Linked DNA regions of Gossypium arboreum: region 2 is linked to region 1. A link is a contact called in public Hi-C data. All regions are on one chromosome and are shown on one strand. Each heading gives the region's core, a stretch centred on a gene start, on an enhancer-like site or on the middle of the called end of the contact. The rest is flanking DNA. Distances are from core to core; before and after follow the strand shown.

Region 1 (6,168 bases), core at 2,693-5,192:
ATTTTATTTTATCTTAATTGCTCCATGTTATTTACCTTTTTTTTTGTTTTTTTTTTTATCTCTTATGTAAAGAAAATATAGTTGCATTTCTTGGATTTGTACAGATAAATATAAAAATTGCTACTTCAGAATTAGATACATTCTCACTGTAAATGTAATTTACTTGCATCATATTCATGACACGTGGATGTTGCTCTACTCCACTTTTGTCCATCAGAGTAATTGAGAAGCAAGTGTCTTCCCTTACAATTATTTGTGATGTAAATAATGATTGTTGAAATGTTCCAAATTTTGTTCCTTAAGTTTTCTAAGCAATGGAAGATGATCTTAGCATAGAAAATGGGGGTATTTGGAGTAAGCTGGAAAAAGAAAAAAAAAGTGTACTTTACCCTTCTTTTGGTTGTTTTAGGGTGGTTGGTGATGGAGGGATTTATTTTTAATAAAATTCATAGTTTGAGAGAATTTATGATATGATTTTTTTTTTGGGGGGTTTAAGATTAAAATTTTTGAGAAATCGTTTTCCCTTTTTTAAGAGTAAACTAAGGAGTAGGGTGAGGGTGGGACGATGATAGAGAGATGCGGAAGGAAAGCTTGAGGAAAAAGGGAGGGCAAGGGATGAAAATGTAGTTCTAATGGAGTTTAAGAGAAAGAATTGTATGAAATTGTGATTACAAGTCATCTTTATCCCTTTCCAATAGGAATATGACAAATCAGATTTTCCTTCTAATTTTTAATATTTTTAGTTGGATTTAAATTTTTTCAACAAGAAAAAGCTAAAAATTAGGAGAAAAAATTTAATTTATCATTCTTCTATTGGAAAGGAAGAAAGATGCCGTGAAATCATACAATGCTTTTTATGGAGTTTAATAGGCATTTAAGAGATTTAAGTGAAGAAATAAAAAAGGAAATAAATAATTTAAAAATAAAAATGATAGAAAATAAATTTTTTTAAACCCGTGACACATTTAACTTGCGACGGTAGATGCACAGTACCCAAGTAATGGAATAAATGGTGGAGTGGTATCTTTGTAGTAATCCAAAAATATTAGTGGCATCTTTGTAAGTTTCAAAATGTCAATGGTAAAAATAAAAAAATTAAATAAAGTTGAGTGGCATCTAATGTAGTTTACGCTATTTGTGTTCTCCAGGGATTGAAACATAGATATAGAAGTGAAAATACCTGAAGGAGACGAGACCAGTAAGGGACTACAGCAACGATGAAATAAAAAGTGTTGAATATGTCATTTGATTTGCATGTGTTTTGTCTGAGTTTGAAGTCTCCCCAACCATAATGGCAAATGTAATATTCCACACTTCTAAATGCTTGTACCTCACTAGTAAACTGATCTGCCAAGTAAAAATCTTGAAATTTTACCTGCATCAATATTACAAGTCACGGACCATCTTTGCTGAAAATCAACTGAAAGGTTCCCAAATCTTCTGATTCAACAAACGATATATATTTACCTTGTAGAGGGGCGCACAGATACAACGAAACGAAGTTCTGAGCAAGAAGAAGCGACTTGAGCGATAAAGGATGTTGAAAGGACAAAGCAATACAATTATCACAAGCTGGTTGAGAAAGCAAAAAGTAAATAGATCAAAAAATGGTTTTGCTGAACTGGGTTTTGCGATTATGAAGTGAAATAGTTTTTAGTTTTTACCAAAAGCAAGCTTAAAGGAAGTAGCTCAGTTAATGCTTTATAATCTCCAGTTTTAGGGTCCATTTCCATGTCAAGGTTGGAGACCACACTGATCAGTGCTAGCGTTGCAAGGCCAAAACTCAAGAAAAGAACTTCTCGAAAGCCCAGCTCTGTTCCTTGCTTGAACCCAAATATGAAGGAATAATTAACTCTGTATCGCCTCCAAAAGTATATATTCCCAGCATGCATGAGCATATGTAGAACCATGAACCCAAACAAACTGCAATGTTCATAGTTAAGATGACTTCGTTAAATTTGTCACATTTGCAGTGTAGCTGAAACAACAGAGTGGAGTAAAATAGTAAAAGAAAATAACCTATATACTGGAAACATGCTTTCCATGTATTGAACTCTTCCTTCCTTATCGAGGATATTGCGGGCATGTATAATCAAAACCAGAGCTAGTATGAGGGCCGCTGTGCAGCCGGCAAAGAAGCCTGAAACATCAATTTTCCAATAAATATCTTCTTTAAGGGGTAAAAGGCATTAAATGGGTATAATGATTACCTGTGCCAAATGATGTACTATGCCTTTCTTTCTTTGATTTTGGTCTCAACTGGTTCATCCCTTTACTTCGGTTTGAATTTGAGAAATGTTTGATAAATGTGGCTTCTACCCTTTCCATTAGCTTAGTTACCTGAAACAACAAGCTTATGTTACCCGATTCTTCAATTTTTCTAAAGTATCTATGTACGAATAACAATGACACTAGAATTTTGAATTGTTAATTATCAAAACCAAGGTATTTTACTGGGAAGCCACCTACCTCGTCGGAGTTGCCTATATAAGAATCATCCACTGTCCTCATATAATACTTTGATGCTCTTCTTGATGTGATCTGAGACCCATGAAAGAAGAACAATCAGTACCGACAAGCCTGGTTGAGTTGACACCGAATGTTTGATGTTAAGAAGGCTTATAAGATATATACCTTATCATATTTCTTCATGATTTTAGAGAATGCTAACACATTCAAGAAGCTGTTCTTAGACACAAGCATCGAAGACTAATCAATATACATTTGTTAAAAAGTAGAAGGAAAAGGGAACCAAATACATACAATGGGTTATTAGCCATTTGTTACCTGTAGTTCTTGAGAAGCCGAAGCTTGTAATAAAATTCAATAAAGGCTTGTTTCAGTTGGTTTTGGATTTTCTTTAGGTTGTCCTTGCTAAAATTCATTTGTGTCTTGTTAGTATTGCTAGCACAGTACACTTTGGCAGCTGAGAAAGGAGCTTGAATAGCTTGATTCAACTTCACGTGATTCAACACCTCTTGTGGAGCAAGTCTAATGCTGCTCACTACTTTCTTGGGGTTCTCTTCTTGAATCTCTAGGCAGCCATTACTGGATTGCTTAGCATCATTATCTGATTCAGTTGTGCCTTGTAATGCATTCATGGGAACCATGATTTCTGCAAATGAAGTAATTGTTATAAATTAAGGTGTCTCAACTGTAAAATTGAAAACAACTTGTGCAGAACTTGGAAGAAAAAGTACTTACTGTCATTAGAACCAGAAACATCAAAATTCTCTTGTAATTTATATACTTTTATCCTAAAAGCAATTAAAGCATGCATTTGATTGGTAAGTGTTTCTGCTTCAGCCATAACTTCCTTCACCTTAGACCTGTAAAACTTGTCAACTTTATTCAACTCATTATCAAGCTTTTTAAAGAACTCTTGCTCATATTCAGCCCCTTCTTCTGCAACCATAAGAAAAGTAGTCTCGTACTTCCCTGAGCCATTTCCTCGCACGGAATTCACAAGAATCGCTTGGTTTTCAACATCATGATCGTCGAATGAACTCCCACCTTTGTTTCGTCTCGGATCCAAACCGCTAAAGCTTCTATAAAGCGTCAATGCTCGTTGAAGCCGAGTTGGGGTATCTGGTTGCCGATACTTTTGTTTCACACCATGGATTTCTTTCAAAAATTTCTTTAATGAACTGTAATCCACATAAGCTGCCTGCCATTCAGGCACCATTTGAGAAGCAAACTCCTTCCCAAACTTCATTTTATGGCAATGCGATGTAGTATACTTAATTTGCTCCTCAAGTTATAGAAGGAAAAGATGAGCAAAACAGCAGAAGGAACTTGGTCAATCAAAAGGGTTAGAGGCACTAATGTTTTATAACTTTAGGATTTATGGAAATGAGAACAAGGAAACTTTCACGATCTTTCAATCTCTCAATCTACTTTTTTTTTTTTAATTCGTAGCTTATAAAATATGCCAGCTATATGCGCCTGTAATGAACTTTTAGTATTTTAGTGCGTATTTTTATTTATTATAATTAATATTTGTTTTGATATTAAAACCATATATCTAAAATGTAATTTAATAATATCATTCACTTCAAAAGATTGAGCCCTTACGTGTCAGCGAATCCTGTTCTTGCTTAGCTTCCCACATCTTTTCTAGCTATCTCATTGTACATTTTTAAAAAAATATATATTTAACTTTTATTTAATAAGAAATGAGATAACACAATTTGAATACATGCATACTGAAACAAATGTTTAATAAAAAATTTTAATTATTGTTTCAATTAAATAAAAGAATATATTAATTTTTTTGTCTGGATTTTCTTGAAATTTTCAAAAACTTAAAATAGATATATAAGCCCACAATTATTTCATGAGATTTATTAGAATTTTATATTTTAAACTTACAATAAAAATAAAAAATTAATCTATGCCTGTCTTTTCCCATGATTTACCTTTAATTGAAACCTACTTAACTATCCCAATCAAATTGATGCAAAAGTTCATAGCTTGGATAAATTTAAAGCTTCCTAAAATCAGAAAAATTAAAATTAAAGCGTTTATTTTTCCAAAAGGTTCCCAAAAATAAAATTTCTCTTACCTTTCTTTACAGGTAATATTTTATATTCCCTCATATTTTAAATTTTAAATATTTCAAATTTATCAATGTAATTCGTTATGCTTAAAATCTTACTTTATTTACCATCTAAATCTCTTGTGTATGAATTTTTAAATTTAATAAATCAAATTATAAATATCACATGTTAATATAAATTATCATACAAAATTCAGGCATGAGTCACATGATTATTGAATTCTATTTCAATGGTCTTATTCATATATTTTCAAGCACAATGTTCAGCACATAGCACAAAATCCTTTTCTTTTAACCAGGTAAATAATTAAAAGGTTAAAATATGTTATTAATCTTGTATTTTAACAAAATTTAAGATTTAGTCCTTATACTTAAAAATTAAAAATTAAGTCATCTTACTTTACAAATCTCAATTCAATAATTAAAAGTGAAAGTAAATTTATTAATTTGAAATTTTGATTAAGTTATTATTTTATGATGTGATATATGATTGATATAAAACAAACACGTTAAATTGATAAATTTTATAAAAACTGATAATAATTAAATTATAATTTTTAAATTGAAGAAATATGAAGACTGGATTTTTAACTTTTAAACATACAATTACAGTGTCTAACAGCACATTTTAACTAGCTTGTAATAAATTATGAAAAACAATAGCTATGTAGATTTTTGTTTGCTAACTTTTCTTTAAAAACAAGACAAATCAAACCGAGTAGATTATGAGCCCACACAATTCCCTGTTTGCTATTTTTATCTTTAAAAAGTACGTCAAAGAAAAGCACGGCCTTTTAATAATGGCCACGGAATGGACAATTAATTCACGCTTTCATTTTTTACTACTCCCATGTGTTGTGAATTTAATTATAGAGAAAAATGGAAATTAAATATTTTTGTAATTTATATGAATTTCGTGAGATTTAGAGTTGTTCATTATAATATAATTGTTGAATTATATAAAACAAATATATCTTCCCATACTTTGATAGAATAAAGTTGGTAAACCTTGCGGGTCATCTTTTTTCCGCGTGTTGTCTCTTACATGCCATTGTTATATCGTTTTCGGTATAAAAAAATGGTTGTTGTTAGTTTAATTATTATTAAACAAAAAAGTTAGCTAATGCATGCTTTGAAATTACTCGTTTAATGTCGGAAATTGAATCATATAAAGTAAGAAATTGGGGACTCACTTTGACTATATAATTCCATAATCTTTGTCGTCTTACAACCACCACGTTTATCTTATGATTAGTTTTGTCTTCTTGCCTCCTCTAGTTTTCAAATGAGCGTATAAAATCAAACTCTTATAGGAATCCCGTCTCGCACATTCAACTATTTCAAATCTTATCTTTAGGACCTTTACTTAGAACCCTGGAATTATTTTGACACCAAACGTATCAAATGGTGAGATTTTATTCAAGTATTTTAGATTTTAAGTTTTTGAATATAAAATTTCAATTAAATTATGCTATTAGTCTCTCTACTTAGTAAAATTTATGGATTTAATCCCTTTATTTTTAATTGGTCATTTTTAGTCTTCCGATTTTTTAAATTTTAAAATTTCTGTTCTCGCCAAATAATAATTGTTAAATCCATTAAGTAAAGCT
Region 2 (6,168 bases), core at 2,186-4,685, 170 kb after region 1:
CTTCCCATCCCAAATACACCTAGGATGACATTTTTTTTAGAAGGGAAAACTAGTTGTGGGAGCTAATCATGATCTTGAACAAGATCTGTTTCACTACTTCTATGATAGTGTTGTAGGAGGACACTCTAGTATTCATGCCACTAGGCATAAATTGGCTAGCCTTGTGTGTTGGAATGGGATGGCTTGATGTCAAACGTTGGGTAAAGAAATGTAGTGTTTTCCAAAGGTGCAAGTACCCAGTAAGGCCTAGTCTACTTTCAGCATGGATTTCATTAAGGGACTACCTTCTTTAATGGTAAAGGACACCATCTTGGTGGTAGTAGACATGCTTACCAAGTATGACCACTTTGTAGCCCTGTCCCACCCTTTTTCTCCCTTGATTATGGCCTAAGTCTCTTTCGACAACATTCATAAGCTTCGTAGCTTACCTGAGTCAATTATTTTTGACAGAGACAATATTTTCATTAGCTTGTTTTGGTAGGAACTCTTCAAGAAATTAGGGACACACTTGCATTTATTAATTGCTTACCACCTTGAAATAAATGGTTAGACTAAAGTACTCAACAAATGTTTGGAAAGCTACCTTTAACGCATGATAGGAGAACACCTTAAGGACTAATGTTGTTGTCTGTCTTTGGCTGAGTGGAGGTATAATTCCACCTTTCACTCAGCTATACAGATGACACTATATGAGGCTTTGTATAGCCAGCCCCCACCTCAACACTTGCCTTACTTGGTAGGCTCTTCCACTGTTGAGTATGTTGATCGCAGTCTGCAATAGCTTGAAGCGGATAGGAAACTTCTTTAATTCCACCTCAAAAGGGTACAAGACCGAATGAAGCACTTTGTTAACTATATGAGGAGTGACCGCACCTTTCAAGTTGGTGACCTTGTTTACCTTAAACTTCAACCTTATAGATAACACTCTATTAGGAAAATATTGAACTAAAAACTCTCTCCTAAGTTTTTTGGCCCTTTTGCTGTGAAGGCCAAAGTTGGGGAAGTGGCCTATAAGCTCAAGTTGCCTTTTGGTTCTCGAATACATCCCACATTCCATGTGTCTTAACTCAAACGCCATGTGGAAAAGCAACTAGTTCAATCGACCTTACACCTAGTAGCCTTTAATAGAGTTATGCTCAAGGAACCGAGCCATATACTTGATTGACACATGGTTAAGAGAAGCAATTAGGTTGTCACAAAAGTGCTGGTCGAATGGGCTAACACCTTCCTTGATAATGCTACCTAGGAGGTTCTTCATGAGCTACAATAACGATTTTCCACTTTTGATCCTTGAGGACAATGAACCACTCGACCAGGGAGACTACTTTTATTTTTGTTAATTCAGTTGTTTAAACACAACGTTTAGAATCTAGTATTAAGTGAAACAATTAGTTTCATTTTAAAGGTCAAAACGGTGCGTTGAAACTAGGTTATGGGGTGTTTGCCGTTTAATTAAAACTGTGCGTTTTGAGTCTCAACTGTCATTGTAACAGCCATAATTGATTTTCAATTTCCCTATAACGTCTTCCTTGGCTTTTTAGCATAGAGAACAGCCAGGAAGAACTTAGTCAATTTGTTAGTAAATGAAATTCTGGTCTCTCTTCTTCTCTTCTATTCTTTGTTTCTCTCTTCTCAACTCATCCCTTTAGATTTATGGGAATCAATCATATCAAATTCTACTTATGAACCCATTGTTTCCCTTTTGATTCAACGATTCTAGGGCATTCATAATGGCTCTTTTAGATTCACAATCCGAGTGCTCTTATTGCTTCATTAATGACTTATTATTATTTTTCACCATCGAGTTATTATTAAAAATGTTCCCTAATGTTACCATCAAGACCCATATGCAAGTCCTCGACTCTTACCCCATCAAAAGCTGTAATATTTTTTTCGATTCATAAGCAAGATGCTTTAAAGAAGAGAAAAAACTATTCAAGAAAAAAGTTCCATCGATTGAAACTCCCATCGCTTGAATAGAACAGGAAGTAGAAAGCCCAAAAAAAATCAGGGGAGGAAGAAACTGCTGGAACCACTATCGGAGAAGGTGACCGGAAGAGTGGCGGCGACAAATTGACGTAACAAACTCTAGAAGGATGAAGAGAGATTTGGGGGGTTATCCCTTGAGGAGAGAATTTTTTTAATTTTTTTTGTGAAAAAAGAATTTGGGTTTTTTAAGTTGAGGTCCTTAGCATATTTTGAAATTAATTTTTTTTGACAAAAATGACACGTAGCACCTTACAATTGTGTAACATGTCTTGACAAGTCAAAATTTAACATCGTTAGATGGAGGTGCCAGATTAATAAATAGAAATTAATGTAAAAATATCACATTAAAATATTTTGAAAGTAAAGATATCACGTTTATAAATTTGATAAAGTATAGGGGTGAATTTTGCTATTAACACTTAAAGAAAGCATGCAAGTAAGTAATTAGGCTTCCTTCTAATGAAAATGTTTGAGACTAGTATAGTTTTAGTTAATTCGTGATATTAATGGTGCATTTAGTAAATTATCTAAATTTAATAAGTTATTTTTATACAATAATAATACTTTAATTTTAATTTTAGAATATGTGTTTTATTTTTAAAATATATTTATATGTTATTTTATTAATCTTATTTAAACAATTTGAAATTTTTATTGACGAGAGATGAGTTTTTATACATTTTGACTTACACAATTATAAGTTTTGATTTAATCTGCTCTTTTTGACACAATATTTTATACTACTCATAACGCATTTTAATCTATAAATAGAGAGATAATGCGCTTCAGCGCACTCAAACCTACATCTTCTTGTATTGACAATAATATCAGTGCCAATTGAGATAAAACTCAATCGACCCATAAACCTCTTTCAACCTATAAATAGTAGGATAATACGCTTCAGCTCACTCAAAATCACGTGCTCGTGTATTGAGAGCAATGTTCATACCAATTTCAAAATTCAATTGACTATTGTTCAATAGCTTTTTGGACTAATATATTACACACAATTATTTAGTTTTAAGTTTTGTTACTGGCTTAAAGAATATTATTGGTAAATTTTTTATAATAATTAATATTAATTTTAAAGTTTAAAATTATGCGGGTATTATTTAAAAAGAAAAATTATGATATAATTACATTAAACATTTCTAAACAATTATTTTTTAATTATGAAAGATGCAATTACTTAAATTTATTTTATGGAGTTCAAACAATCACTGATGTCAATATATATATATTTATACTTGAATTATTGGTATTTTCACTGTTTTGAGAATAGGATCGAACGTTGGTTTAGAATAAGAGATTAAATAGATTGATTTTGTGAATCAATTACATTGATAATTATATTAAATTTTTTTATTTTTATAATTTTTAAATGATTTATTTAATTAAATCGGATGGGTAAAAAAAAAAACTGATGGTTTACTCAATTTCACCATCAGCTGGGTTCTAAAGATCTTACGGATATTACCCCTAGACTGATCCATTTTGTAGTTATTATCCTTCCCTTTCTCCACGGCCTCCCCCGACTACTGAACTGAAACAAAAACAAGTCTGAGGCTCACAGAAGTAACAATGTCAGCTTTGAGGTTTAGCTCACGCTTTAACCCAATGTTATCAAACACAATCCTTGTTCAAACCAAATCATTATTATTCAGTTTCTCTTCCTTCTCCTCATCAGTCAGAAAACCCTGTAAGACTCTTTGTTGCTCTACCAATTCCCTTCTTCATACCAATGGAGGCACCTCAAACAGCTCTCCACTTTCTGGTATTTACTATTACTATTGTTGATATTCGCTGCTTTTTGGATGTGAAATTTAAATAAAAGGACTTATCTTTCGTGATACAATTTCAGGGTTAGAGGATGAGTTGGTTGGTTATATTTTTGGGAAGAAGAAAGCAACAGAAGTGGCTCATTTGTAGGTACTTAACTTCCCTTTTTTGTTTTCTTTCTCTATCTCTCTGATTTCTTTTAATTTTTTAATGTAATGTTTAAAACTGTACTCTATCTGCTAGTATATAGTCCGTGGTTAATCGGGACTGTTGGACCTTTTAGGTTTCCTAGAACATTATTGTAAATTCGATGTCTCTGTTATAAATGTTGGTGGTTTACATGCTGGGAAACTGTGTAAACTGAAGCAGCTTCTTGTTCTTGATGTTATATTGAACGTTGTTTAATAAGATATGATAGTAATAAAGGTATGGCCAGAATTTAGTGATACTATATCAAGAAGTGCGAATGGGAATTCAGTGCTCGTGGGGTATAAATGTTGAAATTGATAAAAAAAGAAATTTATATGGTGTCAATAGGAATTTGATGTTCTTCCTGAAATCTATCTTTTTGTTCTTCAGCATCCTTTCTTCCAATTTTTCCCCTTCAAGTTTGCACTGATTTTGAACTGCATGATCTAATTTTGCTTGGACCTGAGAAGCCTGTTTCTGATACAAGCCCTCTTGTGCTATTTCCTTAACAATTAAGTTTTGGTCTTTGTTGTTTATACCAAGGATGCTAATTTTTTTTATATATCATGAAATCTTGCATGGTAAATTTCCATATACTTCTCAGCAATGGTGCTCAACTTCGTATACATATTTCTTTTAAATAATGTTATTTCCATTACTGGCCAGGGTTTGGAGGCATGTCCTGCATAAAGGGGATATTGTCATAGATGCCACATGTGGGAATGGTTATGATACCGTAGCAATGCTTAAAATGGTTGCTGATGAATCTGGTCATGGTCGTGTTTATGGAATTGACATTCAAACAGAGGCTTTAGAGAATACTTCTTCCTTACTGGATGAAACTGTCACTCAGAAAGAGGTTCTTCTTGTTTTCTTTTCAACATTGTCTTCTTTATCATAAAAGGTTCAAAGAGATAGTAAATTTTAATTACTGCAAGGATAACCTACCCAGAGTTTACACTACGTTTGAAATTTTAACCTTAAGATTCAGAATGCCTAGTTGTTGGTGTAAAAGTTAAACTTATAGTTCTATGTTTTTGAACCAGCATGCTGCTTAACTCAATAATAATAGCCATTACAGACTATTATTCAGCAATTCAAGGTCATTTGACTTGTCTTGTCATTTGAGATTTACTGTGTAGTTACCTTTATTGGTCTTCTTGATAGAACATATGTTTGATTATTATGCTTGTAAAGTTACCTGTGTTACATGTAATTTCTAATAAATTTCTAACTCATGCAGAAAGAACTAGTCAAGCTCTTCCCCATTTGCCATAGTAGAATGGATGAAGTGCTTCCTGAAAATACTGCCGTTAGGTACACATTAGTGCTCAAGTTTCTCTCTCTCTCTCTCTCACAGGCACACACACACACACATATCTAATTATATGAAAAATGTGGATTTATTGGATATTGATGCTGCTGAATATTGTACTGCATTTTCTTTTTGCATATAGATAAATTTCCTCGAATTTTCAAAATGGAGAAAAAATAGACAAACAGACCTTGCTCCTTTAGTTTTGTTTTTGAAGCAATTTTGGTACTTTCGTCCTCTCCATCCCTCGGCCTTGGCTTCTGATCCAAGAAGGATAATTCACTTTGTTTCTCATGATAATATGTATTGTTTTCATTGGGAAGTTTATTCTGCTATTTCCCTCAGAAGTAATAAATAAATAAATAGCCAAACCAACCAATACAAGTAATAAGCGTATTAGTAATTTTGTCAAATCATGGTACCATTTTAGTATTTGTTTTTGTCTCATCTCAAAGCTATCAAAAATTCTACATCCATTGAGCACCCCTGCGCCTTTATGTCTTGAAAACTTTAGGTGTATATGAACAACAATGTGCAACAAAGTTACTTGCTCAATATCTCTAAAAAGGAACTCTCCAAAAGTATTTGTTTCTTGTGATATTTTGTCAGTTTCCTTTTCTTCTTTCTTGACCACTAGTTACAACTTACAATATGGGTATAATTACTATTAGCATCCTTTAAATCTAGAAGTGATGTTCTGCTCCTACAGAACTAACTTTATAAAATATTAATAGATGTCTATTGTTACCTTATTGTTTGTTTGGCTTCACTGCTTGTTGATGCCTTAATAAGGCAAAATAAGAAGTTTCCATTTTAGTGTATAGTTGGAAATGCTTGCAAGGTCAAATTATGATGCTTCTATATCGTAAACTCTGAACTATTAACTTTTCATGGTT

What was found. Hi-C and Micro-C count contacts between places; a contact is called where the count stands out from the background.
Region 2: a contact with region 1 is called in a Hi-C map of leaf, with 2.1 times the contacts expected there. The contact joins the promoter of LOC108461793 here to the promoter of LOC108463585 in region 1. A contact is called at or near these places in 2 of 5 Hi-C or Micro-C datasets (both in leaf).

What each region holds. Positions count from the first base shown.
Region 1 is chr13:105,029,476-105,035,643 of ASM2569848v2, forward strand. It overlaps LOC108463585 (phosphate transporter PHO1 homolog 7-like), which reads right to left and starts at 3,943. Exons shown (of 12, transcript XR_001868093.2): 1 at 3,205-3,943; 2 at 2,788-3,115; 3 at 2,635-2,683; 4 at 2,470-2,541; 5 at 2,211-2,340; 6 at 2,020-2,140; 7 at 1,665-1,923; 8 at 1,468-1,572; 9 at 1,181-1,375.
Region 2 is chr13:105,196,944-105,203,111 of ASM2569848v2, forward strand. LOC108461793 reads left to right here and starts at 3,436. Exons shown (of 6, transcript XM_017761725.2): 1 at 3,436-3,763; 2 at 3,851-3,914; 3 at 4,624-4,816; 4 at 5,201-5,274. The coding sequence starts at 3,571.